Regions from separate parts of the Zea mays genome. Here region 2 is linked to region 1. A link is a contact called in public Hi-C data. All regions are on one chromosome and are shown on one strand. Each heading gives the region's core, a stretch centred on a gene start, on an enhancer-like site or on the middle of the called end of the contact. The rest is flanking DNA. Distances are from core to core; before and after follow the strand shown. Region 1 holds the start of LOC100274567. Region 2 holds the start of LOC100284430.

The links. Hi-C and Micro-C count contacts between places; a contact is called where the count stands out from the background.
Region 2: a contact with region 1 is called in a Hi-C map of ear, with 3 times the contacts expected there. The contact joins the promoter of LOC100284430 here to the promoter of LOC100274567 in region 1. A contact is called at or near these places in 3 of 25 Hi-C or Micro-C datasets (bundle sheath, ear and tassel).

What each region holds. Positions count from the first base shown.
Region 1 is chr3:124,690,220-124,692,919 of Zm-B73-REFERENCE-NAM-5.0, reverse strand. It overlaps LOC100274567, which reads left to right and starts at 1,267. Exons shown (of 18, transcript NM_001148922.2): 1 at 1,267-1,719. The coding sequence starts at 1,496.
Region 2 is chr3:125,218,291-125,220,990 of Zm-B73-REFERENCE-NAM-5.0, reverse strand. It overlaps LOC100284430, which reads right to left and starts at 1,430. Exons shown (of 5, transcript NM_001157325.2): 1 at 1,291-1,430; 2 at 938-1,085; 3 at 106-817. The coding sequence starts at 1,323.

The DNA of each region.
Region 1 (2,700 bases), core at 18-2,517:
GGGAGGTGTGGGATGGGAAGCTCCCTTAGAGCAACTCCAATAGTTATGTAAATTTTAGCTCTCTAAATCACAGATTTAAGAAGTTGCTAAATAACTTTTGGAGTAAAAAAATGTGAGTTCTCCAATAGTTCTCTAAATAAAGGTTGTAATTTTGTTTTGTATTTATCCACATAAAAAATAAGTCACAAAAACTATATAATGCAGTCAACATTTTTGTTTAGGGAGTTGTTAAATGGTTGCCAAATGTAGAGAGAAAATGAGGTTAGATGATAAGTTGTTAAATTTAGAAAGTTTATTTAGAGAACTGTTGGAGAATAGTTTTCATGTTATCTACCTAAATTATTGATTTAGCAAGTCTTTTAGAGAACTACTGGAGAACAAAACTTCAACCCCAATGGACCATCATCTCGTGCATCATATTATTATACGTGTATTATGTGTTTTTTTTCCATAGAAAGAGCCGAGATCTTGAAAAGAATAGAAGCCGTGCTCTGGTCCCAGAGAGAGGAGAAAATAAAATGCTCATGCAGCCACACAGACTTCTAAAAAGCGTGATGTAAAAAACTGCTTGGCGCCAAAAGAATCTCGCTTTGACAGGGCTCTATGTGCTGTTTAAAGCTGCCACCCATCCTCTGAACTCTCACCAAAACCTTTCGGTTTTTTCGAACAGTATATACTAGCGTCTAGCAGTGCTCAGGCTTTGAGCGAACACTTCAAACCGTGGGTGAGTTCGCGGCGCGCCGATCTCGCTAGCATGAAGCTACCGACGTAGTTTGATCTCCATGCGACAAAAAAAGTTTTTTTTCTTCTTTCTTGCGGTTGTTTCTAGCAGATTATACATATAATGTTACAAAACACTATTTATTTTATAGAGTGGGGTTTGAAATAAGAGTGAAGTAGGGAATATGATATAGTATAGCCTAGGTGCAAACGCCGTTTAACCAAAGAATTCAGAAGAAGAGCCAAAAATCGACTCCATGGCACGAACTATAGAATCGGAAAATGGAAATCATAGGGCGTGTTCGGCTGGCTACAAGCCGACACTGTTGCAGCTGTTTGGACTGCTGCAGCTGCAATCCATAGAGAGAAAAATACTGTAGAAGCCGCAGCCGCAGCCGGATTGCAGCCGCAGCAAGCCGCAGCGAACAAGCCAATAGAAAAAAACCCGAAGGTTTCATAAAAGTTATAAAAAAACCGGATGAAAGAGAGAGAGAGAGTGACCAGAAAACATCTATTGCTGCTGCAGAGCAGCAGTACTGTACTGCTATTAAACAAGCCCAGAGCTCTGCTGCTACTGTCCTCTCCTCCTCCTCACTCCACCACTGCCCACTCCCATCCCACGCGAGCACAACCACCACCTACTCCCTACTCCCTACACTACTCCCCCCGCAAGCACGCCCAGCGCCATGGCCATGGCGGCAGCGCGCACGGGGGCCTGCTACTCCGCCTCCGCTTCCTCTCCTCTCCTGCACTACTAGCGGGTCCGCTGGCGACGATGGCGGCGGTGGCGAGCAGGGAGAGGCTCTCCCCGGGCGCCGCGCCGCAGGTGGACGCGGGCAAGTACGTGCGGTACACGCCGGAGCAGGTGGAGGCACTGGAGCGCGTCTACAGCGAGTGCCCCAAGCCCAGCTCGCTGCGCCGGCAGCACCTCATCAGGGACTGCCCCATCCTCCGCAACATCGAGCCCAAGCAGATCAAGGTCTGGTTCCAGAACCGCAGGTCAGTCACTCGGTCCGTCCGTGTCCGTCCCCCCACCCCTTCTCGCACGCTCGATCTGTGACTGTGAGCTCCATCTCCTGGCTTTGGCTCTCCTCTTTCTTCTTGGGGATGGGGGTCAAGGCATTGCGTGACCTTTTTTTTACCTCCTCTGGTGCTGTCGTTGCTGTTCTATTTCCTGCATTTGGTTTTTCCATGTTGGGATGTGGGAAAAGTGGATCATTTTCGCAGTTTCATAGGGTTGATTGACTTATAGGATCTTGGGAGTTCTGCGCTGTGGCAATGATGCTATTTTTGTTGGGGAGAAACTGTGTATTCTTCAGAGATTTTGTGCAGACGAAACACGAATTGCTTGAATCTGCGCTCATTCCTTGGATTTTTTTTGAAAAGATTTTGTCGAACCTCGCACAATGATATGATATGGGCTCCTGTATCTCCTCCAGTCTCCGTATCACATACTTTTTGCCATCTGTGGGTTAGGCAGGGAACTAAAGCAACCGTCTTTGTCAGATTTATTGTATGGAAATTACTTGGCCTATGTGTTCATAAACGTCATGCCGTTCGTGATGACAATGACTTGCCACCAGGCAGTTTCTGCTTGCATTTGGTAGGATTCGTCCTGTTGCTTAGCAGCACAAGCGTGGATGGGAGGTGTCAACCTTTCACATGTATGCCCCAACGAGTCAAGGACGTATGGTTGCTTGTGTTAGTCAAGAAGTTGCTAGTCAATCATGTATCGAGGTGTCAATATGAACTCAGCTGGTCGGTTAGCACTACATCTATCTTGAAACATGAGATCGGAAAATAGAAACAAGTGACAGTTGTTCGGCACCACAAAATCCTCGAGTTCTTGATTGTAGCTTCAAGTGTGTGTGTGTGTGTGTGTGTGTGTGTGTGTGTGTGTGTGTGTGTGTGTGTGTGTGTGTGTGTGTGTGTGTGTTTCCAGTTTCCTTGTTGACCGATCCAACAGCATTCTGAGTTGAG
Region 2 (2,700 bases), core at 181-2,680, 530 kb before region 1:
TAACAGCGATTTAAAAGGGATTTAAAAAAGGGTCGAACTTGCATTTGTGCACGGTGTGGCCCTTGTGCACTGGATACGATCCCAAAAAAACGTTTTTTTGCGCACCTTGCCGCGAGTTTACACTTGTTGGACTCCTCCCACGCGGCGGCGCGAGCTTCGAACGCCTTGCTCCTGACCACCGTGTCGACGGCCGCGTAGCGCTTGTCCTTCTCCGGCGACGCGGCGGCGAGGAGACCCTCCTCCTTGCTGGCCCACGACGCGATGCTCATCTTGCCGAGCTGCAGGCCGAGCGCAGCGATCTCCCGCCGCGTCCGGAGCCGGAGCTCCCGCTCCGGCACGGACGAGGAGCCGCCGCGCCGCGGGCTGGACGGCGCCGAGCAGAGCGGGCTGAGCGCCGGCGTGGCGGCGCCGGCGGGGGTGCCGCTGCGCGACTGCTCCTGGCTCGCGGCGGGCGTCATCTCCGTCCCGACGTCCCGCGTCGACACGGCCGCCGGCGAGAAGCGGGGCTTCTTGTGCGAGGACCTATTAGACGACAGCTCGGTGGGCGCGCCCGCCGCGGGCTTCTTGGAGAAGACAGGGTTGGAGTGCACGACGTGGCGGTGGTGGCGCCCCGCGATCCACTTCTCCGCGTCGTTCCACTTGGACGGCACCTGCTGCCGGAAGAACGGTCCGGGCGCCGCCGAAGCCGGCAGGGCCGCCCTCTCGTCCTTGCAGAACTCAAAGTTGGTGCCGCTGTCGTCGTCGCTGCCACTGATCCTGTCGTGGCTGGCGTCGGACCGCGACCGGGAAGAGTCGGAGCGGTGGTCCTTGGGGTACTCTGCAGGGCAGCCGATCGAATCGCTCACTTCACTCACCGAACAACGTGGGGTGGTTGCGGTTGCGGGACGATGCCACGACGATGGAATGGAGTGCCAGGGGGTCCGGGCAACGCACGCACCTTCGTCGAGCTCTTGCGGCAGGAGGCTGTTGTTGGGGTGGTCATCGTCGTCGAGCCTCGACGCCTGCAGCGTCTTGCGAGTGGGGTCGTCCTTGTGATTGGAGCCCAGCAGCTTCATCCTGAGCCTGGTTGGCGAGATGGCCACCATCTGCGTCCAGAATCCACCGATCCGAGCCGTCACACAAGAACAACATCGAGGTGATGTGAATTCATATACTAGTAGACCTCCGCACTGCTGTCCAGCAGTAGCAGGTCTTTAAATTGGTCAAAGATGACCTGAGCAAAAGAAATGGAAGAACTGCAGCAAGCGATGATGGGGGGAGGAGGCCGGTGCCTGGTCCGGCGGCCATTACCTGAGGAGCTTCGTGTATCCTCTCGTACGCCATAGACAGCCACACCCCCTCTCGCGCTCTCTCTGAATGAACTTCGAACCACCAGCAGCAGCTACTAGCGCAGCTTAAAAACGAAAATGAACTTTGGGTTGGGTGGGGACATGCAAAGCCTTTTGACTTGTTGAGCTTGACAGGTAGTAGTAGTAGTAATAAGAGAGAATGCCAGCGAGCTCCGTCATCCGCATGCACCCCCTCACAAGCAAGCACGCTCGCTCCGACGCATTGATTGCACGCCCGAGAAAAGGCCACGAGGAAAGCGGGAGGGGAGAAGGCTCCAAAGCCCACAACCCAACGACGCCCTTGCTTTAAGCTTCTTGCGGACCCAAAAGAAAAAAAAAATACTAAACTCTGCTCCTAATTAGAGGACATGCAAGCAAAATGCTCGTGTGGTCTGTTAAGCGTGCTGATGGTGATGGATTCCCTCTCGGGGTTGCTGATTTGCCAAGGGAATTCCGCTTTTGTCGTCCTTGTCTCCTCCTCCTAGCTCCTGGGTGTGCTGTAGGTAGCTAGATGAGTAGATGTTGGCGCCAACTGCACATTTCAAAAGAAAGAAAGACGGACAGACAGAAAGAAAGACAAACAGGCGCAGCTGCTGGAGTGTGCAAGTAGTGTTTTTTTTTCTTTCCTTTGGCTTGCTCGCAATCCATGCATACAACGCAAGAGGTCATCGGGAAGACCTGCAAAAGTGCAGTAGCTCGTTGGAGTAGTACTATACCACCCATGTTGGGAACCCCACTCGATCTAGCGGCAGGCCTGCGTTGGCGTTGCATCATCGCAAGAGACAGCAGCAAATATGATGTGGGTTTTGCTTTGGTCATTGGTGGCAGCAGCACAGCACAGCACCGCAACAGGATCAAGGAAAAGAGAGCAGCACAGCAATGCTTTGTTTTTGTTTTTGGCTGCTGCGGGAGCTCCAAGGACGGCGATTCACGAGTGGAGCAGCAGGCAGCTAGCAGCTCCACGAGTGCACCAGGCAGGCATGCATCCATGGCGGCAAGAGTGCGTGCAGCAGCCAGCAGCAAGTCAAGACATGGATGGATGGATGGATCTCTTGCATGTTGCCTCTGGGAGGCGACGTGCCTAGGCTAGTGCCTTTCTTTCCACTACCTAGGCTGCTGCAGCGGCACACCTCCTGGCTCCTGCTGCCCGCCTGCCCGCCACACCATCTTGACCGCCGCAACAGTAGCTGAGAATCGAGACGAAATGATGTGTTCCTGGCTGCTGCAGCAGTCGTACCGTACCACAGGTTTTGACTTCATCAGAATAGATGGATGGACCAGATCAAAAGAGCCCCTGGTCTGGGCCTCCGTGAAAAAAAAAGAACCGTGATGATGCGCTGCGCAGTCATCATCACCATTCGTCGTGAGTGAC